Regions from separate parts of the Mus musculus genome. Here regions 1, 3, 4 and 5 are each linked to region 2. A link is a contact called in public HiChIP or PLAC-seq and promoter capture Hi-C data. All regions are on one chromosome and are shown on one strand. Each heading gives the region's core, a stretch centred on a gene start, on an enhancer-like site or on the middle of the called end of the contact. The rest is flanking DNA. Distances are from core to core; before and after follow the strand shown. Region 1 holds the start of Evpl (envoplakin). Region 2 holds the start of Aanat (arylalkylamine N-acetyltransferase). Region 3 holds the start of Wbp2 (WW domain binding protein 2). Region 4 holds the start of Srp68 (signal recognition particle 68). Region 5 holds the start of Mrpl38 (mitochondrial ribosomal protein L38).

Evidence for each region. Promoter capture Hi-C pulls out the DNA fragments that hold promoters and counts their contacts. HiChIP or PLAC-seq counts read pairs in DNA pulled down with a chosen protein or histone mark. Capture Hi-C pulls out chosen DNA fragments and counts their contacts.
Region 1: a contact with region 2 is called in an H3K4me3 HiChIP or PLAC-seq map of embryonic stem cells, with 19 read pairs. The contact joins the promoter of Evpl here to the promoter of Aanat in region 2. A contact is called at or near these places in 2 of 39 promoter capture datasets (both in embryonic stem cells), 1 of 15 datasets of contacts at CTCF or cohesin (embryonic stem cells), 5 of 115 datasets of contacts at active chromatin or transcription factors (embryonic stem cells, large pre-B cells and pancreatic cancer cells) and 2 of 9 other capture datasets (adipose tissue and embryonic stem cells).
Region 3: a contact with region 2 is called in an H3K4me3 HiChIP or PLAC-seq map of bone marrow-derived macrophages, with 4 times the contacts expected there. The contact joins the promoter of Wbp2 here to the promoter of Aanat in region 2. A contact is called at or near these places in 2 of 39 promoter capture datasets (neural stem cells and pre-B cells), 1 of 484 Hi-C or Micro-C datasets (embryonic stem cells) and 2 of 115 datasets of contacts at active chromatin or transcription factors (bone marrow-derived macrophages and large pre-B cells).
Region 4: a promoter capture Hi-C map of liver shows a contact between it and region 2. The contact joins the promoter of Srp68 here to the promoter of Aanat in region 2. A contact is called at or near these places in 3 of 39 promoter capture datasets (liver, pre-B cells and stem cell-derived epiblast-like cells), 1 of 484 Hi-C or Micro-C datasets (embryonic stem cells), 3 of 115 datasets of contacts at active chromatin or transcription factors (embryonic stem cells and large pre-B cells) and 3 of 9 other capture datasets (adipose tissue, liver and pancreatic islet).
Region 5: a promoter capture Hi-C map of embryonic stem cells shows a contact between it and region 2, with 2.7 times the contacts expected there. The contact joins the promoter of Mrpl38 here to the promoter of Aanat in region 2. A contact is called at or near these places in 3 of 39 promoter capture datasets (embryonic stem cells and pre-B cells), 2 of 115 datasets of contacts at active chromatin or transcription factors (embryonic stem cells and large pre-B cells) and 3 of 9 other capture datasets (embryonic stem cells, liver and pancreatic islet).

Annotation. Positions count from the first base shown.
Region 1 is chr11:116,235,522-116,239,886 of GRCm38.p6, reverse strand. It overlaps Evpl (envoplakin), which reads left to right and starts at 1,796. Exons shown (of 22, transcript NM_025276.3): 1 at 1,796-1,987. The coding sequence starts at 1,890. It overlaps Gm33250 (a long non-coding RNA gene), which reads right to left. Exons shown (of 8, transcript XR_389161.4): 8 at 1,661-1,740.
Region 2 is chr11:116,591,564-116,596,238 of GRCm38.p6, reverse strand. It overlaps Aanat (arylalkylamine N-acetyltransferase), which reads right to left and starts at 2,552. Exons shown (of 4, transcript NM_009591.3): 1 at 2,465-2,552; 2 at 446-663; 3 at 1-113. The coding sequence starts at 602.
Region 3 is chr11:116,085,213-116,089,512 of GRCm38.p6, reverse strand. It overlaps Wbp2 (WW domain binding protein 2), which reads left to right and starts at 2,518. Exons shown (of 8, transcript NM_016852.3): 1 at 2,518-2,646. The coding sequence starts at 2,588.
Region 4 is chr11:116,272,052-116,276,358 of GRCm38.p6, reverse strand. Srp68 (signal recognition particle 68) reads left to right here and starts at 2,142. Exons shown (of 16, transcript NM_146032.3): 1 at 2,142-2,433. The coding sequence starts at 2,253.
Region 5 is chr11:116,137,152-116,141,202 of GRCm38.p6, reverse strand. It overlaps Mrpl38 (mitochondrial ribosomal protein L38), which reads left to right and starts at 2,335. Exons shown (of 9, transcript NM_024177.3): 1 at 2,335-2,492; 2 at 2,582-2,761. The coding sequence starts at 2,426.

The sequences.
Region 1 (4,365 bases), core at 547-3,046, 360 kb after region 2:
CCACAGCTACTGCCTCCCGGGAAGTGCCCTGTCTCAAAGGTGAAGACAGCTGTGTGGACACCCAGGCTGGGGGGGAAGGTGGTAGTTAGTGCGGACCTCTGGGCTATGCAGTCACTTAAATAGCCCCTTGGGAGGAGAGCTGATTGCAGGCGTGACATTAGTGTTTAGAAGGAAATTGTCACCGGGATTGAAATGGGGGAGGGCTGGGACAAAGGCTGAGTGGTTTGCACCCTTGATGACATCTCACTAATCATTTTGTGCCTGGAGCAGTGGGCATCGTAGGCCACTGTGTTTCCTGTGGCTGTTGGCTCTGCCAGGTCCTCCCTCCGCCTTCTTCGGCTCCCTTTGCTACTAGCAACCTCTTTCAGGAGCTGAAAATGGAATCTTCTCTCTACTTCAGTGGCCATGATCAGTAGCTTCTTGGTGAGATGCAGCCAAAAGACGGCTGGGCCTCTTCTGTTGCACCGAGGCCCTGCTAGAAATAGGAGTTGACTTGGCGTCAGATGTGAGAGACAAGCCACTAAATCTTTTTTTTTTTTAAAGATTTATTTTACTAATATATACAGTACACTGTAGCTGTCTTCAGACACTCCAGAAGAGGGAGTCAGATCTTGTTGCGGATGGTTGTGAGCTACCATGTGGTTGCTGGGATTTGAACTCTGGACCTTCGGAAGAGCAGTCGGGTGCTCTTACCCACTGAGCCATCTCACCAGCCCCCCCCCTTTTTTTTTAAGATTTATTTATATGAGTACACTATAGTTGTTTCCAGACACACCCGAAGAGAGCATCAGATCCCTTTACAGATGGTTGTGAGCCACCATGTGGTTGCTGGGAATTGAACTTAAGACCTTTGGAAGAGCAGTCAGTGCTCTTAACCACTGAGCCATCTCTCCAGCCCCATGCCACTAAATCTTAAGACAATGTGATCATCAGACAGTCTGTCTGACTTGGTAGAAACCACAAGGACTAGTCAGTGGCTTTTCTACCTGGAAACCAGACAAAGTAACAAGCAGGGTACTTGTGGACTTCAGAGACCTGCGGCTCCTCTACAGGGCTGATCAATTCTGGTCGTGACTTGAGAAGGTATGCATTGGGTAGCCTGGCCTCTCAGAAGCTAGTCTGAGTTCCTATCTGAACATGGAGAACCAGCTGGGTGGCACCCGCATTTTAAAAATAGATTTGAGAGCAGTTATGGTGGTTCCCACCTGTAATGACAGCACTTGGGAGGCTGAGGCGGGGAGGTTGGTTGCCAGCTTGGGTTACAGAGCAAAAGCCTCTCTCAAGCTTAAAAGAAAAAAAAAAGATAGCTGTCTGATGTGAATGTCTACTAGCACTCCGTGGGAGACAGAGCAAGGCCCGGGTGGCCCCACCTCTCCACTTCTCCACCTCTCCTGGCAGGCCGAGCTATGGGTGGGGGCCCGGTTGATAGTGGACCTCTGTGCAAGAGCCTTTGAGGTTGGCTAACCCCAGCTCTAGGACCCGCTGAGCCAGGACCTGAACAAGTGCTTGAGTCAGTCTGTCTCGCTATGCTCCAGCCTGGCCACTTCCCCACCTGGGTGTGATCCCCGCTCTCTGGCTGGGCATGTGGGTGTAACAAGTCCAAACCTCCGTGGGAGTCGTACGGGCGCCCCGCCCCTGGGCTGTGCCCTCTCCTCCCAGACTGGTTGTGCAGGAGCTGGCTGCGCACGTCGGGGCGGGCGCTGGGGCATGCGCGGGCCGGGCCTGGCAGAGACACCGCACCTGCAGGGAGGAGCCTCCCAGAAACTGCCTTCCCCGACCGCCGCCCCACCTCCCCAGAGCCCGGCTAGTAGCCAGCGAGGACGCGCGTCGCCTTCCCGCCGCCCTCCTCCCAGGAGAGCCCAGCCTGAGCCGGCACCTGCTTCACCACCATGTTCAAGGGGCTGAGCAAAGGCTCCCAGGGGAAGGGGTCCCCCAAGGGCTCCCCAGCCAAGGGGTCCCCTAAGGGCTCCCCCAACAAGCACAATCGGTGAGTGGGGCCCTGGGTAGCGGTGCTGGGATCAGGGTGGTGCAGGGCCCAGGTATGTTCCAACTACCTGTTGGCGGCAGAGCTCAGTTCTGGCATTTGGTGTCCTTAGGCTAAGGGCCCAAGGGCCTCTCTCCTGCCTGTGGCCCAGGTTGAGCAAGGGATGGATAGCCTGCTGCCACCCACATTCTCCTGCGGATGAGGGATGTTGGGGGGCACAGGGGAAGGGTGCCCTTTCAGAGGTGCGGGACGGGATGGCTGGGACCAGCAGAATCTGGCTCCCTGTTTTGGCACGCAACCCTGATGGTGCACTTGGGTTGGCTAAATCTTGGAGTGAGTGTGGATTCAGGGTGGGCAGGAGTAAGAGGCTCAAGAGAGAGAGGGCTTTCTGAGCTGGAGTACACCCCACCTAAACCACTTTCCCCCCAGGTCCCAACCCTGGGTCTTGTCTGTCTCCTTCAAGAGTCAGGAGGCCTTTCTCATGGGGGTGACAGGAGGTGGTGGTGCCATGCTCTGATCAGTGGCTCTCTGCAGAGAGAACTGACCACGTTCATCCCACTCACTGGCCCCAAGCCCTCTCTAGGAGATGGCAGCCTGCCTGGATTCAGGTGTCGGTCGGGGTGCAGAGGTGTCAAGATAAGAGTGTAGATGAAAGGCAAAGATCCAGGTACCCATTACCTCGACAGTGATCAGGGTGCCAACCCAGAGGCTGGGCATCTGGGCCAACAGGAAAGACAGTGCTTAAGACTCTCACTGCAGTGACCTGTCTCCCTGAGGCACTGCGCCCAGCCCAGGGTGGGGTGCATAGCTCCCAGCAGAAGCATCTCTGTCAGGAGGCCCAACCTGAGGCTGGGCTCTCCCTGGAGTCCCAGAAGCGTCCTGGTCCCAGTCCCAGACTCCTGTAACTTCATTCACACGTCCTGCTGAGGGCTCCTTGTTCCCCTCAGAGGTGTCAACTCCTTGAGCTCTTCTTTATGCCCAGACTGCCCTAGCCTCTGGGAATGCCCTAGCCAGCAAAACACTGGCATCCCTACCTTGAAAGTGCTCGCTTCCGTACAATAAAAATTAACACGTTGCCTTTAATCTCAGCACTCCAGACAGAGGCAGAGACTAGCGGATCTGTGTGTTGGAGGCTAGGCCAGCTAGGGCCACACAGTGAGATTGGGGCCTGGAGAGATGGCTTAATGGCTAAGAGCACTGGCTATTCCAGAGGACCTCTGATCAATTCCCAGCTTCTACATTCATCTTCAGGTCCAGGGAATCCTGTTCTGGTCTCCACAGGCATCAGACGCACACATGATACACAGACATACATTTAGGCAAAACATCCGTACACATAAAAATAAAATGATACATACTGGGTGCTGACTCCAAGGCACTGAGCTGGCTGCTTCCCATGGCTTAATTCTTTAAGTACCTAGGAGACCTTTGTGCTCAGCGCCAGACATGGTGGCACAGGCCAACTTTAATCCTAGCACTCAAGGCTCAGGCAGGCAATCTCTATGAATTTGAGGCTAGCCTGGGCTATATAGTGAGTCTGAGCTAGCCAAGGGTACATAGTGAGAGCCTGTCTCATAGAAGCAGAACAAAACCTGTGCTGAAGATATTAAAGAACCCATGTCCCACACCAGTAATCCAGAACTTGGTAGTCCAGCCTGGACAACACAGTATGTTCCAGGCCAGCCTGGGATATAGAATAAGACTTAGTTGTTGTGGGTTCTTGTTGTTTGGGGGAGGGGAAGAGTATTTTTTATTTTGTTTGTTTGTTTGTTTGTTTGAGACAGGGTTTCTCTGTGTAGAACTCACTCTGTAGACCAGGCTGGCCTCAAACTCACAGAAATGCTCCTGCCTCTGCCTCCCGAGTGCTGGGATAAAAGGCGGGGGCGCCACCACTGCCCTACTGTTGTTTGTCTTTTTAAGGTAAAAAAAAAAAAAATTAAATAAGTAAACCCAAATGTGGTAGCATATGCCTATGGACTCAATACCTCAGAAGGAGGAAGAAGAGGAGGAGGAGGAGGCAGGATGACCGAGCCAGGCCAACCTTGGCTATGTACTGAGTACTCGTAAGAAGGACCAGACCCATCGCGGCCACAGACTTAGTCAGACAATTCTCTTCACTGGCACTCACACTTCCCTGCGGCCCGGAGGGAGTGTGACTCCTGCAGGGTGTTGTGTTCAGGTCTGCCTGATTCACACCCCCAGAGCTCAGGCACACAGTAGGAACTCTGAAAGCTGCAGCCTGATTCACACCCCCAGAGCGCAGGCACACAGTAGGACCTCTGAAAGCTGCATGGGCGAGAAGCTTGGGGGCCGAGCAACAGGCTTCCTCGGGGTCACTAAGTCAGCAGGAGGATACTGGGGCACCCCAACCATCTCTTGGC
Region 2 (4,675 bases), core at 1,303-3,802:
GGCCACAAGGCAGCCTTCCTCAAACCAGCCCAGTGACAGCTCTGGACACAGGGTTAGGAAGTGCCGGATCTCATCCAAGTAGAGGGGACAGGTACCGGAGACAGAGATAAAGGCTGTAGCAGAAGGCAAGATGAAGGCTGCTTGCTCTGCACTTGCCTGCTGTTTGTGCACAGAAGTGGTCACTCGGGTGATCCTGCCCGAGCTAGGAAAACAGGTGACTCTGGGCTGTTGCTTCTTACACTAGAGCACACCTCCCTCCCTCCCTTCCTCCCTCCCTCCCTCCCTCCTTCCCCCATCTCTCCTCATCCCTGCCGTGTGTGTGTGTGTGTGTGTGTGTGTGTGTGTGTGTGTGTGAGAGAGAGAGAGAGAGAGAGAGAGAGAGAGAGAGAGAGAGCTCTCAAATTTGCCTCCCAAAGGCAAGCGCACCCGCCCAAGCGCCACTCACCTTCCCGCTCAATCTCAAACGCACTGGTGGCATCCTCAGGTGTGAGGCAGCGGAACTCACTGGCAGGGAGTGTGTGGCGCCGCTGGCAGCCTAGGAACTCTGAGGTCCCAAGTGGCAGGTGCAGGGCCTCAGGTTTCAGGGAGTTGATGTTCAACATGGGCGTCTGGCCACTGAACCCTCCCAGGGGTTCCCCAGCTTCAGAAGTGCTCCCTGAGCAACTGTCAGAGGAGAGAGAGAGAGAGAGACAGAGAAAGACAGACAGACAGAGAGAGACAGAGACAGAGAGAGACAGAGAGAGAGAAAGAGAAAGAGACAAAGAGACAGAGAGAAAGACAGAGAGAGAGAAAGAGAGAGACAGAGAGAGACAGAGACAGAGAGAAAGAGAGACAGACAGGGAGAGAGAGAGAAAGAGAGAGAGAGGGAGAGTCTGGCGTTCATCACAGAGAGTGCCAGTCTCTTGGGGTAGAACCAGTCCCCAGGTACCTGAACCTCAAGGCAAACTGCAGGAACTGACAATGTTAGCGTGATTTTCTCTCTTTCACTCATGAGCTAGAGGTCCCTTTGAGCAATTGTTCAAAGCTCAAGACTCTACAGGCCCTCCAGCCTTGGGAGACTGTGGGCACCATAACTGTGTATCGGTATCATACCCCAAGAGGGCAGTAGAGCAAGGCCATGAACCTTCAACCTCTTCTTGTGAATCTGCGGGGTGGGCAGGCTCCCAGGCCCCTCATACCTGGGGCCTCATAGTCATGTGGCTACTGCCAGTCATGTGACTGTCTCACCCAGAAGACTTCTTGTTTTTTGTTTTTTGTTTTTTTTTTTCAGTTTTTGTTCTTTGAAGGAAGTGTATATGTCTGTGTATCTGTGTGTGGCTCCGTGCACAAGCCCCCAGCGCCCAGAGGTGAAGCATCCCCTGGAGCTAGAGCTACAGGTGGTTGTGAGCTCCCACTGTGGGTGCTGGGAACTGAGCTCAGGTCTGAAGCAGAACTCATACACGCTGTTAATCTCCGAGCCGTCTATCCTCCCCCGAGCTGAGAGCTTTTTAGGTTGTCTCAGACCTTAGTCCAGGAGAAAAAGCTCTTTAATTAATGTGAGCCTGACATCAGACTGGGTCATGCTGGGGAGATGGGGGATAAGATGGTTAAAGAGCCTAGGACTGGAGAGTCTGAGGTCAGGAGGGTCAGGTATGGAGGACATTCAGGGCGATGTGTCTGTCCTATCAGCTTAGGCACATAGAACATGCCAGTGTGATACCCTCTTTCTCATGACACCCTACAAAGCGGTGGTCCTTAGAGGATGTCTTCCATCCCGCAGCTTTCAAAAAGGGCTGAGGAGCTTAGGTGAAATGGCTCAGCAGGCAAAGGCGCTTGCCACCAAGCCTGAGGACCTGTGTTTGATCCCAGGGATCCACATGCTAGAAGGAGAGAACTGACTCCCACAGTGCTCCTCTGGCTTCCGCATGTGTGCACCGCACGTGCACATCAAACAAGTAACTAGAATGGAATAGAGATGTTCTTTTTAAATGGGTGATGGAGATAGCTCAAGCACGAGGACCTAAGCATAAGTCTCAGACATGGAAAATCTGGTGCAGGGCCCCTCACCCAGCATCTGTATCCTAGGACCAGAGACACGGGGTTGGACAAATCCCTGGGACTCGCTGGCTCCCCTAGCCAACCCAGCCCACTTGGTGAACTTCAGACCAGTGAGAGACCTTGTCCAAAGAGACGAAGTAGACAGTCCCTGCAGTTCTCAGAGAATGACACCCAGAGCTAACCTCTGGCCTCCACTCACACACACACACACACACACACACACACACACAAACACATAATATGCACACACATACATACACATTCACATACATACATACACAAATACATGCACACATACATGCACATACATACACAAGCTCGAATACATGCACACATACATACACATATACATGCACACACATGCATGCACACACACATATATATACATACATATATACATAGAGCCAGGGATGGGGGGCCCACTTACCAGAACTTTAAGAAGGAGTGCAGGTGTTGTCCTGGGGGCTGTCACTGGGTGCTGGGACTAGGAGAAGCTGAGACTCCTGACTGCAAGGAAGCTGTAGCACATATTTCCCCTGGCAGCATGTGATGGCTCAGAGATTCTAATCCCCCTGGCCCTGCCTCCCATGTTACCCCAGGCAGTATGATGCCAGCAGGGCTTGGCAGTCAGGCTCTGGCCCTATCCTGCTGAGGGCAGGCGTCATCAGTGGTACTGGGGACGTAGAAAGAATTACTAGTAGCCGTCTCAAGCTATAGGGAGAGCATGGGCTAAGCCTGGGGGTCTAACTAATCCCTGCTTTGTCCCCAGCTGGCTGGGGACCAGCCACCACCTTCTGTCCCTCAGAGGCCAGTTTGCCCACGCCTCTGAGGGTCCTTCTTGGTCAGGAAGCCTGCTATCCCTTATAGCCACATACCTGGGGAGGCAGCTTCTACAATCCACAGGGTATCCTGCCAGGTGAGTGTAACTATCCATTTTACAGAGGAGGAAACTGAGGCTCTGCCCCATAACTTGAGGGGCCCCAGTCAGGTACCAGGAGAGCAGGAAGGTCCCTAGAAACAGTTCTCCAGAGCAGAAACACCTCAATACCACCAACCAAAGAGAGAACTATGGGTCTATACAAAATGTCACGGGACACACACACACACACACACACACACACACACACACACCATCATGCAGCACCCAGAAGGAGACCAGCACAGTGGTGACAGAAGCCAGAACACAAGAGACACATGGTGGTTTCTAGTTCAACATCTTGTCCAGATGTTAGGACCCGGCTGCTGGATGCCCAGGGAGAAGGCCTTAAGGTCACCAGCAAGGTAACTGTTCAGTTGGACGGTGCTAATTCATGCAGCTACCTCTATGTATGTTATGCTCAACATCTTCTTAAACTCCAAAGATCTCTGACTTCCACACCTGCAATCTCTCTGTCCCTCACACCACTCTTTTGTTCCCTTTCCTTCCCACTCACACCTCACCCTGCCTCTCTTAGCTCTTCTCTGGCCAGCTCCTCTTACCATATGTTCCCCTGTTCCACCAGGGTACTGTAGCTCTTTGTCTGCATCAGCAAGCCTTGCCAGCTCAAGGCACTGAGCCAGGAGGAGCATTCCCCAAAGCCACCAGCAGAGGGCACACCTGCTAGGACCAGTGATCCTCTTAGAGGGATGCAGTTCCAACCTTGACCCTTGGGTGGAGGGAACCAGGGCCAGTACAGGCAACACCACACACACAATCAGCTGTCTGTGGAGACCTCTTCCCCCAGAATCCTTCTCTGCTGTTTGATGCTGCAGGATCTCCTGTTTTTGCCTTAACTGCATGCTCCCTGGACACTTCCATCTTTCCTCTGCTGGAGCCCTCAACAGACTTCTCATGGCTGATCAAAAAGCCCTTCTTAGGGCTTAGCCCTTGGGTCTGGTGGGCAGACACACTCAGAACCTCAGCTAGGTGTCTATACTGCTAACAACCAGGGTTTGCAGAGGCATCTGTGTCCCTCCTTAGTTGCTGGCTCCATTGCACCCCTGGTGTCCCATGTGGCAACCATCTGTTGACGCCCATAGCTTCATGGTGAGTCTGCATTCCTGGTCATTGACCACGCTCATGGCCAGGTACCTTCTGGAAAACACCTCTAAACACAGTGACCCCCTGAACACAGGAAAGGGCAACGTGATGGTAATCTGGAGAATCCCAGCCTGCACCAGGCAAGAGAGGGAAGTGGAGGGGAGGGGAGGTGATGGCTAGGGTCTCTTCTGGCCAATAGGAAGAAAGCATACTACCGACATGGGCACATGGGCACATGGATCCCTGTTTACCTAGCCCAGCCCTGCATCTACCTGGTGTGGTAGCACAGGCCTGGGTCCCAGCCCTCCGGAGGGGGACGCAGGATCAGGAGTTCAAGGTCATCCTGAGCTACACAGGGAGTTTAAGGGCAGTCTTAGTTACAACTGCTGACAGAGACAGAGGTGGGGGAGGGGGAGAGGAGGGAGGAGAGGAGAGGAGAGGAGAGGAGAGGAGAGGAGAGAGGGAGAGAGTGAGCGAGTGTGTGTGTGTGTGTGTGTGTGTGTGTGTGAGAGAGAGAGAGAGAGAGAGAGAGAGAGAGAGAGAATATAAATGGGGAGGGGAAAGCTTCCCAGGTTGATGGGGATAAAGATCAGGATTCAGGATGCCCTGATACATCAA
Region 3 (4,300 bases), core at 1,269-3,768, 510 kb after region 2:
ATAAGTTGAGGAAGCCAGGCGTGGTGGCGCACGCCTTTAATCCCAGCACTTGGGAGGCAGAGGCAGGCAGATCTCTGAGTTCGAGGCCAGCCTGGTCTACAGAGTGAGTTCCAGGACAGCCGGGGCTACACACAGAAACCCTGTCTCGAAAAAAACAAAAACAAAAAAACAAAAAAACAAAAACAAAAATAAAAAAATAAAAAAGTTGAGGGCTGGAGAGATGTCTCAGCGGTTAAGAGCACTGACTGCTCTTCCTAAATTCAATTCCTAACAACCACATGGTGGCTCATAACCATCTGTAATGGGATCTGATGCCCTCTTCTGGTGTGCATGAAGACAGCTACACTGTACTCATATAAAATAAATAAATAAATAAATCCTTAAAAAAAGAGGAAGCTGAGATAAAGCAAAGATACCTGTGCTAACCTACCCGTAAATATTCCTATCTACAGAGAACAGAAGTGTTGATCAGGAAACACCAGTCTGGCCAGGCCAATCCAACAATTCGCTCAAGGAAGCAGGCTTTTGGCTTTATGGAGTCAAGTGGTTGGAAACTGGCCCAAACAAGGCTGTTCGTAAGTTGTCTGCCCAACATAACAATCAGGTTAAGAGGAAAAAAACCAGTGACTTCAGTGAGTCTCAACCACCGAGAGGTGTTATCAGAGCCTAGAAACGTGTTCCCTCTCAGAGACTCGGGTCCTGAGATGAACTCTGCACCCGTCCTGTTAGCAACACTCTGAGTGTCAGGAAAGATCCTCAGGTTCCGGGAAAGGATTTCCCTCTTTTTCTCTTCTTCTTCTTATTTGCGTGTGTATGTGTGTGTGTGTGTGTGTGTGTGTGTGTGTGTGTGTGTGTGTGTGTGAATGTAGGTACCCAAAGAAGCCAGAACAAGATACCAGACTGCCTGGAGTGGAGTTACAGACCATTGTCCATTGTGAACACCTGATTCGGGTGCTGGGACTAAAGGCGTGTGCCACCAGATGTGGCTATGGATTTTCTTTTACTGGATTTGTTGCTGTTTTATCTTTGTGGGACAGAGTCGCTGGACGGTTTGGAATTGAATACACAAACAAGGAGCCAGGGCTCAAACCCCCAGCCGTCCTCTCACCTCTGATCCCTGATTGCGTCATTACTAATACCCATCTTGGACTATGCTCTTTAAAAACTGCTGGGCTGGCTAGGGACATAGTCCAGCTTAGAACAGTGCTTTTCGTGATGTGCATGAATACTGGACTCAACTGATCATCATAACTTTGTAAACCCAGGCTCGGTGGTACACACCTGTAATCTCAGGACTCTTTCTCAAAAACCAAACAAACAAAAATCTGTAGCCATTTGACTTTTATTAGTGTGCACCTAGAAAAACAAACAAACAAACAAACAAACAAACAAACAGACAAACAACCCCAAAGCGAACAGAAGGGTCTCTTGCACTGTGAGTTAATAATGTACCTGCCATTTCCCAGAACTGTTTTACTCTGCAGCTGAGGCTGGTCTGGAAATCATTATGCAGCCCAAACTGGCCTCAAATCTGTGGCAATGTTCCAGGATGTAGGGCACCATGCTGTCTGCTTCAAACCAAACACTGGTGTCTTAAGGTTAAGGGTAGGTACGCTAAGATGCCACCCAGAAACTGAAGAGTTCTCCCAACCCTCGACAGCCCTGCGAAAGATACAACTCAGAGGTGGAGTTTAGATTCACTACAGCGCAGTGGGGAGACACCCACTAGCAGAAACGAGTCAGTGGTATTTTCAAAGTCCTACCTGGCGGTTGGTCATGTGCTTTGTCAGTCCACTCAATTATTCTAGGTCCTGTTTAAACCCTGCTGTTTAACTTCTGCAGCGGGATCCGCTAGATCAGAGCAGGAAGCAGCGCCATCGCGAGGCGGCAGGCGGCAGGTGCTGGGCGGGGAAGAGGGTGGGGAGCGGACCGCTCAGTCCCCAGAAGTTCACAGTCCGACTCTGGGTCCGGGATCTGGATCTGGGTCGATTAAAGTGGCGTATTTTATTTTTTTCGGGCTTTGCCAGTCCACTGTAGAAGGGACTGCATCTCGCACTGCTCTGTAAGTTTGCAATGAATACCCAAATGTAAGCGCGAACTACTCATGACAGTTGCGGAAATGAAGACGGCTGGTTACGTAATGTTTAAATGTACCATACACCAGATCATCAAATTTAAGTTACATTTCTTCGATTGAGTTTGCTTAACATGAGGAAGCTAGGATGAGAGAGGCGTACAAATGTTTAAGTAGTCTTGTAAATATAATCTCTAGCCTGGCCTATAATATAAAAAAAGACTACAAATTCCAGAATGCACTCGTCACTAAACGCAGGGCGAGGCCGCGGTTGCCGGACCACTGCCTGCTGGGAATTGTAGTTGGCTGCTTGTTTGTGATGCAGGTGCAACTTGGGGGAGGGAGAGCGGGAGTAAACTCTCCCCACGTGACAGTCCAGATCAGGTGGTTGGTCAGCCTGCGCGCAGGAACTATGATTGGCTGACTGTAATACGAACGACGCCACTAGAGGCGGGCCAAAGACCAGCGCAAGCGCAGAGCGTTGCGAGTCTCGGGACCCCAGTGGGAGAGACTATGGCGCTCAACAAGAATCACTCAGAGGGCGGCGGAGTGATCGTCAACAACACTGAGAGGTGAAAACACGGCGGAAGGATCCTGGAGACTTGAAGGGCGGGTGTCGGCCACTGTGTGTGGTGGGCGGTGGGATATGGTGGAGAAGGAAATTGATGGAGCGCTGTGGGGGGGGGGGCGTGGGGGGGGAGGAAAGAGGGAGAAAGGGGTGGTAACGGCCGGAGGCGGGGCTGGAGGGAGTGGGTGGGTCGTTGGGGAGGGCCGGAGTGCTGATCAGCTGGGGTGATGGGTGGGGGTGGGGCCAGAGAATGGTGTCAGGGTTTGTTTGGGAAGCCGAGTGAGGCCCACGGGTGATTTCTTGAACCCCTTCCCAAACGAAGTCTTAAAACATAGTTGCTATTTATTAGGCGTTCACTACGTCTTTACTATGCTGCGTCAGCTCTACCTTAGGTAATACATAATCCTGTGCCGCAGAAACTATTAGACACATTTTACAGGTAGGGCAAGTGACGCCTAATGAGGTTAAAATAACTTAGACCATTGTGCTGTGAGTAACAGAAGGGGAATTGAAGGAAGGTAACTTGGCCCCAAAGTCAATAGGCTTAACTACTCCTGTACAGTTTTCTCGTATATTCCAGAACTTCTCAAGTTCCAAAAGAAAGGCTGAGGCCCTAGAGGTGGTGGAACTAAATGTCTGTCAACTACTTAACCCGGTGACCCTTATAAAGGCTTGTCTCTTGCCTGGTTCTCTTGAATTCTTAATGGCTTGTGTCAGTTCCCCGAACAAAGGTCTCCCAACTTTAAGATTCTTTTTTTCTCTCCCCTCCTTGAACTGCTGGGCTTCTCTGTTCCTCTTGTTTCTTGTTCCTTGGAATTCTGACTCTCCTGACTTGCACTATCCGGGCTTGGATTAACTTGAGAGCCAAGAGAGACATGATGGAGGTCAGAGCCCACACCCAGTGTAGACAGGCACCCATCTTGGGACTTGTCACCTGGGAAGCTGACTCAGAGGAGAAGGTGGCAGTGACAAGGCCAGGTTCTGCTGACCTCGTGTGCGTAGGTCTTGGGAAGGGGCTGGCCAGCACATGTGCCTGGTGACCACTTCTTTAACCTGAGCTGCCCCTCTTTTATTGCACCAAGAAAGGATATTTGGGACAGGAGGAGACAGCTGAATGGAACCATACGAACTCAAACCTTTTTATCTTGTAATCTGAGAAACCTTACATTGTTTTCTGGTATACTTTGTCCAGTTCTTTGGCTGAGCCAAGTACTCTGATGCCATCTAATGACTGTCCCCACTTCTACCAGTCTCTCTGGTTTTTGAGGTATGGTTTCATTCCTGTAGCCCAGGTTGGCCTTGAATTTGAGGCAGTCCTCCTACCTCAGGCTTTTAAGTGCAAGGAATTCACCAGGGCTCTTTAGTTTCATTATTTGGGAGTGATTCCTTTTTGTTTGTTTTTCCAAGACAGTGTTTTTTGTGTAATAGAGCCCTGGCTGTCCAGGACTCACTAGGTAGTCCAGGCTGGCCTTGAACTTACAGAGATTCACCTACCTCTGCCTCCTGAGTGCTGGGGTTAAAGGCATGTGCTACCATACTGGGAATTTTTTGTCTCTTAAACTGAGTCTTACCTAGGTGGTATCTACCCTCCTGGGCCTCAGCACCTGGTTCATAGCTCATTGCTACCAGTAGGGTTCTAAGGAATAACTTGAGCCACA
Region 4 (4,307 bases), core at 893-3,392, 320 kb after region 2:
CAACTTGCTTCTCATATATATATTATGTATGATTTTGTCAATTTGACATATTTTAAAAGGAACTCTTTTTTTGTTGTTGTTTTGTTTTTTTGTTTTTTCGAGACAGGGTTTCTCTGTGTAGCCCTGGCTGTCCTGGAACTCACTCTGTACACCAGGCTGGCCTCGAACTCAGAGACCCACCTGCCTCTGCCTCCCAAGGGTTGAGATTAAAGGTGTATGCCACCATCGCCCGGCTGAGGGAGCAAGCCAGTAGGTAGTGTTCCTCAGTGGCTTCTGCTTCAGTTCCTGCCTCCAGGTTCTGCCCTGAGCTCCTGTCCTGACTTCTCTCAGAGGTGGATTATTTGTTACCTGAGAGCAGTTAAGATGAAATAAACCCTTTCTTCTCAAATCTGCTCTTGATCATGATGTTTGCCTTAGGTTTCCATTGTTGTGAAGAGACACCGTGGCCAAGGTGACTCTTATAAAGGACAACATTTAGTGAGGAATAGCTTACAGGTTCAGAGGTTTAGTCCATTATCATCATGGTGGGAAGCATGGCAGCACACAGTCTGACATGGGGCTGGAGAAGCCAAGAAGGGACAAGGGGACTGTCTTCCACAGGCAGCTAGGAGGAGGCTCTAATTCCACACTGGGTGTGATTGAGCAAAGAGACCTTAAAGCCCACACCTAATAGTGCCTCTCCTCATGGGCCAAACATTCAAACACATGAGTCTATGGAGGCCAGACCTATTCAAACCACCATGTTTTATCACATCAGCAGAAACTCTAAGACACCATTTATTTGTATTTTTAGCTGCACCCTGGGATTGCAGGCCTCCGTTCCTCTCCCCTCCCCCTTTCCTCATGGCAACTGACTTGGCCTCAGTTCTTGGGGTCTGTGAACTCAGTCAGAGAGCAGCTTCCCAATAAACCACCTTTAGTATAATCTTTGAAAAAAAAAGAGGTGGGGGCTGGAGAGATGGCTCAGTGGTTAAGAGCACTGACTGCTCTTCCAAAGGTCCTGAGTTCAAGTCCCAGCAACCACAGGGTAGCTCACAACCATTTGTTATGAGATCTGTGTGTGAAGACAGCTACAGTGTACTTAGATATAATAATAAATAAATAAAAATCTTTTTTAAAAAGTTTATATAGCAAGTTCTTTTTCCTGCTGGGCCATCTCCATGGCTTATTGTTTAGGTGTGTGTGTGTGCAGGCCCATGCTTCACAGCTCAGTATGTGAGTGTAATTCGGAGGACCACTTTTTGAGGTTAGTTTTTGCCTCCCACCTTCTGAAAGCAGTTTGTCTAATTTTTTGTTTTCAAAAGCCTTAACCTTTATTTTTATTTTGTTTTATGTATATGAACATTCTGTCTACACGTATGTCTGTGTACATGTGTTTTGTAGACTACGAAGCCAGAAGAGGGTTGGATCCCTGGGACTGGAATTCTAGATGGTTTTGAGCCACCATTCTCGTGCTAAAAATTAAACCCAGATCATCTTGATAGAGCAACCAGTGTTCTTAACCACTGAGCCATCTGCCCAGGCCCAGTCTTCCTTGATATTTTTGCTGGAGAACTAGTACTCCACACTAGCTGATCTCTGAACTCCGATGGGGGGAAGGGTTGGAGTCATACATTTTTTTGCAACCTCCTTTAGTAACACAAAAGGGTAGACTGAGTTACGCGGCCAGCTTCTTTTCACCTGCCGTGATTGGCACAAGACTGAGACTCCTGGTGTACTCGCCCGCAAAGATTAATAAAAGTCATACTTGGATGGTCACATGATCTAGAGGAGGCCACGGGTCTCAAGCTCCTATTGGGGACACTGCCTTCTGACCGAGGCCTCTTCGTGTGTGTGTGTGTGTGTGTGTCTGTGTGTGTGTGTGTTTTAAATAAGGTCTAACTGTGCAACCCAGACTGACCTCAACTCGAGGCAATCCTCCAGCCTCAGCCTCCTCGGTATTGGGATTAAAGGCGTACACTACCATTCTCTGGGTGCAAGGATGCATGAGGTGGGCATCTTTCTCGGGTCCTCCTATCCTTGGTAGATTTGAAGCGAGGCTAATCCTTAGAAATGCGGAGACCCAGCAACAGCCACGAATTCAACCCAGGAGGCGCAGGCGCACACCAACACACCACAGAGGCCCAAGACATCCGCGGTCTGCGGCGGAGTCCGTCAGTGTACCATCGGCCCAGCCTGGAAAGTGCCGCTCTCTCTCGCCGCTGGTCGTCTCGCCTGCTCCGTTCCATCGTGCTTTGCGGCTCAGGGGCAAGATGGCTGCTGAGAAGCAGATCCCGGGTGGTGGTAGTGGTGGTGGTGGAAGCGGCAGCGGCGGCGGCGGCGGAGGGAGCGGTGGCGGACGCAGTGCCGGAGGAGACGAGAATAAAGAAAACGAACGCCCTTCAGCCGGATCGAAGGCAAACAAAGAGTTCGGGGACAGCCTGAGTTTGGAGAGTATCCTCGAGCGGTGGCCTAACTCGCAATGACTACGTGTCGCTCGGAGGGCTGGGGGCGGGCGAGGCGGCGGGGGCCAGCACCGGGCTGCGGAGCCGAGGTGCGCCGCTGCCTCCTGCCCTTCACTTTCGGCATTCCCGTGTGCATGGTTTGCCTCTCGTCCTGGCTTTCCGGAGCTTGTTTTTGCAAGGGGTATAGAGATGGTAGGCAGGGTTCCCTCTGTGCCCCTCAGATGTCCAGTTGGAGGGCTGAGCCGGGGTTGACACCCTGCCCACCCCACAGAGCTCCTGGTCGGTACCTTGAGCCACCGGACTGTGGAGGGGAAACTGCAGCCTTGACATTTCAGCGTGGAGCTGTTGTCGGACAGCTGTCGAACCCTGGGTCATAAAACAGCGAGATGCTTTGAAAATGGAGGGAGAGTGCTCTCCAGGAAAGCTGCTGCTTACCTGTTTTGAATAGTAGTTACTTTAGTTTGTTAATATCATGTGTATAGTTTTTTGTTTTTTCAAAAGTAGGTCTGTAAGGCATTTTATCTTGTTGGACTCTTCTCGAAGAACTGTAGGAGTTACTTTTTTTTTTTTTTTTTTGAGTGTCCAAGTCCGCATGGGTATGGGTGTAGGTGTAAGCGCTGGTGCTGTGTCTGCAGGTCACAGGTCAACGTCTTCCTAATTCTCTACCTTTGAGACTGGGTCTCCCTCCAAAAGTGCAGCTCACTACTTGGAATAGACTGTATGGCCAGTGGGCTCCAGGGATCTTTCTGTCTCTTGCCATCCCAGCTGTGGGATTACGTGTGCAAACAACAGTATGGCCTTTTTACGTGGGTTCTGGGGAGATCCCAACATGACCTCATGCTTGCTAACAGCAAGTCCTTTACCAGCTGAGCAGTCTTCCCAACCCTCAGGAAACATTTTCTGGTTTGTATTAGCTTATATATCATTTGTGTGGTTCTAATAGCATGTGGCTTTTTTTTTTTAACGTGTTATTTTAAATACTTTTAAATGTTGCTTTATCTTATTTTATGTGTGTGTTTGCCTGCATGTTTGTGTATCACATGTGTGCCTGGTGCCCACAAAGGCCTGAAGAACATATGGATCTCCAGGAATTAGACTTACAGATGTTTAGTTCCTCCACGTGGGTGCTGGGAGCCGACCTGGATTCCTCCAGAAGAGCAGGAAGTGCTGTTAACCACTGAGCCCTCTCCAGCTGGTTTGTTGGTTTCTGAGACAGAGTTTGGCTGTGTAGCCCAATTTGGCCCTGAGCTGCTTCTCATCGCCCGCCGTCCCCTCTGATGCTGAGATAATAGGCATATACTATTGTTGGAGTCCCTTGTGGCTTTTTGAGATGCATACCAAATGGAGGTGGTTTAGAGGAATTTCTGAAATAAAACATGCACTTTGTGTGTGTGTGTGTGTGTGTGTGTATGTAAATTCTCGTGGATTCGTACTTTGCTTTTTGCTCTGGTATTATTGTTCTTACTACATGTTAGAATGCCCAGGAAAAAGAAAAACTTGGATTTTTTTTTTTAATGGAAATTGGCGTATCTTGGTTGACACTGTGCTGATCATAGATTTTGAGCGTTACAAGATGTAAATTTGGCAAGCACTGGCTGCGGCATATAGCTGTGTAGTTAGAACCTGACATTTATAACTGGAGTCTCCTTGCATGTGAGATCCAGGTGGGTACCTCTGAGGCAGCATTTAGAACAATCTGCTGGGTTTGAGACTCCCTACCAGTACTGCCCTCTAGTTCTGTCTGAAAATAGTAACAGTTGGGACAGTTCATAAAAGTATAAACTTAGCCTTGTCCTTTGATAAAGTGACTATTGGAAAGTTACAAAAGGATCGGAGGCTACCATCCCTGGGCTCCCACAGTTC
Region 5 (4,051 bases), core at 1,086-3,585, 450 kb after region 2:
CTAGCTGTGCTAGTGACGGGTGTGATCCCGCACTCAGGAGGCTGGCTGTGCTAGTGACAGGTGTTATCCCAGCACTCGGGAGGCTGGCTGTGCTAGTGACAGGTGTGATCCAGCACTCGGGAGGCAGGCTGTGCTAGTGACAGGTGTGATCCAGCACTCGGGAGGCTGGCTGTGCTAGTGACGGGTGTGATCCCGCACTCCGGAGGCTGGCTGTGCTAGTGACAGGTGTGATCCCAGCACTCGGGAGGCTGGCTGTGCTAGTGACAGGTGTGATCCAGCACTCGGGAGGCTGGCTGTGCTAGTGACAGCAGTGATCCAGCACTCGGGAGGCTAGCTGTGCTAGTGACGGGTGTGATCCCGCACTCAGGAGGCTGGCTGTGCTAGTGACAGGTGTGATCCCAGCACTCGGGAGGCTGGCTGTGCTAGTGACAGGTGTGATCCAGCACTCGGGAGGCTGGCTGTGCTAGTGACAGGTGTGATCCAGCACTCGGGAGGCTGGCTGTGCTAGTGACGGGTGTGATCCCGCACTCAGGAGGCTGGCTGTGCTAGTGACAGGTGTGATCCCAGCACTCCGGAGGCTGTAGGCTTGAGAATTAGGAGAGTCTGCGACACACTGAAAGATACTGTCTCATAAAAATATAAATAAAAGTGATGCTGGGCAGTGGTCATGTATGCCTTTAATCCCAGCACTCAGGCAACAGGGGCAGGCAAACCTCAGGATTCAAGGCCAGCCTGCTCTACAGAGTGAGTTCCAGGACAGCCAAGCTACACAGAGAACCCTGTCTCAAACACCAATTTGAGGCTGTGAGTAACAATCTAGATGAGAGGGGGCAAGAGTGAGTGTGTCAGAAGACTGCCTGCTGGGGAAGGAGCAGAGGGCAGAACTGCACCTGGTGGCATGAGGGGCACTGGAAGTGCTCCCAGGGACCTTGACATGTGTCAGGAAGATGTGAAGAAGAATTCAAATCTCTGACGTGAGGCAGTGTGGTATCACCACACGCCTGTAATCTCAGCATTTGGGAGGCCATGGTAAGAGGAAGAGGAGTGGACCAAGGCAGGGAAATCAGGAGAGGAGGGAGGGGAAACTGGGGTTTGGGATGTAATATACAAGAAAATAAAAATGACTGTCGTGAGTTCAAGGCTACAAAATAACTGCCAAGTAGGCAGGGGTATATAGCAAAAACCTAGCTCATTTAAAATTAATATTGTTAGAGCCATTGCTTCCAGGCTGGATATGTGTGAATCCTTGTTAGGTCTCTCAAACAGTTGAAATACAAACAAGATCCTCTCTTCAGAGCTTCCCAGACAGGGAGAATCAGAACGAAGAACAGGCTACCTAGCTGAGCAGTCTCCACCCACTCGTGGAGACACCATGACTCTTCAGCAGTACAAGGGCAGAGAGAGGAGCTGGAGAGACTCATATAAGAGGGTTCAGAAACAAAAGGATAAAACAGCAAGTGAGACCATATGAACACCCTGCAAGTGTTCAGTTCCCCTCACACTCAGCAAGAACCCTTCAGTACCCATCAACTCCTCAAGGCAAGGCTGTGGTGTCCTGACCTGTGAACTCCAACACTTGTCAGACAGCAGCTGCTCACTATTGGAGGAATTAGAAGTGATGGTGAGAGGCTTAGCTGCCTGGGTGCTGTGGAATTTAAGCTGTGGCCATTTCTGCTGGATATCGAGACCTCACTGCATTTCACTGTGAGTTCAAGGGTCAGACTTCTGTTAGCAAAAAAACTAGCAGTCATTGGCCTGGATTGGGGATGTCAGGACTTCCTTGAGAGAGCACTTCGGGGCCGGCAGGTCACAGAAGGAGAAGACAACAACAGCAGACACCTTGTGATCTGGGGAGAAGCTGAAGGAGTAGAGCTTTGCTATACTGGAAACTTGAGTTCCAGGGCAGAAGGGCTGAGGCTGGGTCAAAAAGCGGTAGAGAGCACTAGAACTGTGAATTGGAGATGATCAAGAGAGAACAGATGCACCAAGGTGCAAATCCTGCGAAGCGAGCACTATTATTACCTGTTTTATTCCCAAGTCTGACTCCAGAATCCTCCTCTATCAATCCCTGTGTCAGGGCCAGAGGAAGGTGAGTGAGATCCCTGGGGTCAAAACCCATAGTTGTTCTTGAAGCTGTACCTTTGTGCTGCCTCCTAGTGGCAGCTCTCAGCCCCGCGCGATCCAACAGGCATCTTCCGGGCCCGCACTATCAGACCTCTCTTAGACTTTGCGCCAATGGGAAGGTCCCAGGACTTTCAGCATTACGTCAGGAGCTTGAGACCGCGGGGCGGGGCGGGGCGGGGCGGGGGGCGGGGTCTCCCACGGGGCGGGGCTATGGAGGCGGAGCCTCCCGCCGGACGCGCAGGCTTCTCTCCGGCCACCTCTGTCTGGGTCCTACGGGCGTCTTTGGCGACCTGGGGGAAAGATGGCGGCGCCCTGGTGGCGTGCGGCGTTTTTCGGAATTGGGAGATGCCGGGGCTTCAGCACCTCGGGTGAGTGGTGTGAGGTCGTGGAGCTCTTGGGCCTCTGTAGCTCCGGTCGCGGTCCTAAGCCTGCGTGACGTCCCTGTCTGTGCCCGCAGCCTTCCTCAGCCGCCGGACACCCCCGCTCGGGCCCATGCCCAACGAGGACATCGACGTGAGCAACCTGGAGCGGCTGGAGAAGTACCGGAGCTTCGAGCGGTACCGCCGCCGGGCGGAGCAGGAGGCGCGCGCCCCGCACTGGTGGCGGACCTACCGGGAGCATTTCGTGAAGGAGACAGGTGCGGGAGCGACGTATTCTCCCCCAGTTTGGTCCCCGTGGGCCCCCGGAACGAGAAGGACCTGCGTGCCCCTCAGACGTGTAGTTCTGAATTTAAGCAAACGTCCAAGTGATATACGCATAGCTTAATCTGTCTGTAAAACTGAGACTCAGCCGGATGGTGGAGGCCCACGCACTTAATCGCAGCGTTTAGGAGGCAGAGGAAAACGGAGCTCTTGACTTAGGGGCTAGCCTAATCTACACCGTGAGTTTCAAGACAGTCAGAGCACACGGAAAAACCCTGTCTTGGGGATGGAGGTGGTAGTATGGGGTAGTAAAGATGCATTGTTTGAAAACGAAAGAAAATGAAGACAAAGCAAAAAACAGAAAAAATTAACAAAAAAGGAAAAGAAAACAAAACAAAAAGATGCATTATTTGGCTTTTTGGTTTTTGTTGTTTGAGATAGGGTCTTATTAGCCCAGGGTGGCCTTGAACTCACTGTGTAACGAGGATGATGGAGGACTGCCTTGTTCCGCCTCCCAGTTAACTGAGAGTGCAGCTGGGAACCACCAAGGCCTGGCTAGAGATTAGGGCCTCACTATATAGACCAGGCTGGCCTCAACCCACAAATCCACCTGCCTCTCTCTGCCTCCCAAGTTTTGGAATTAAAAGCATTTGCCACCAGCTGGTGCCCCATCTCCTTAAATCTGCCTAAAACTATTACTAACTCTACCCAAGACTTAAGTGTGCAGCCTGGTCTACAAAGTGAATTTCAGGACAGCCAGGGCTAAACAGAGAAACCCTGTCTCGAAAAAACAAAAAAAAAAACAAAACAAAAAAAAAGACTTAGGTGTGTGTTGTGTTCATAACCACCTTTGAATCATGTTTTTCTTTCCTTGTTTTTCTTTCTTTCTTTCTTTGTTGTTGTTTTAAGACAGGGTTTCTCTGTGTAGCCCTGCCTGTCCTGGAACTCATACAGACCACGCTGCCCTTGAACTCAGAGATCTGCCCACCTCTGCATCCTGGGTGCTGGGATTAAAAGTGTGTGCCATCACTGCCCAGTGTTATAATTATTTAATCTCAGTCAGGGGTTTCTACTCACCTTTGATCATTCAACTCCTAGATACAAGTCACAAAGCCTTAAAGCACTAGAGCTGGGCACATATCTACTCAATACTGTTATGTCTACTTCTCTGCCAGTAACCCCGAGATATGACACTTCCTCCAGCTGGACTGCCCTCATGGCCAGTTTTCATGGTCCCTAACCCCATGGCATCTTCTGTGTCCACTTTCTCTCTCTCCCTCCCTCTT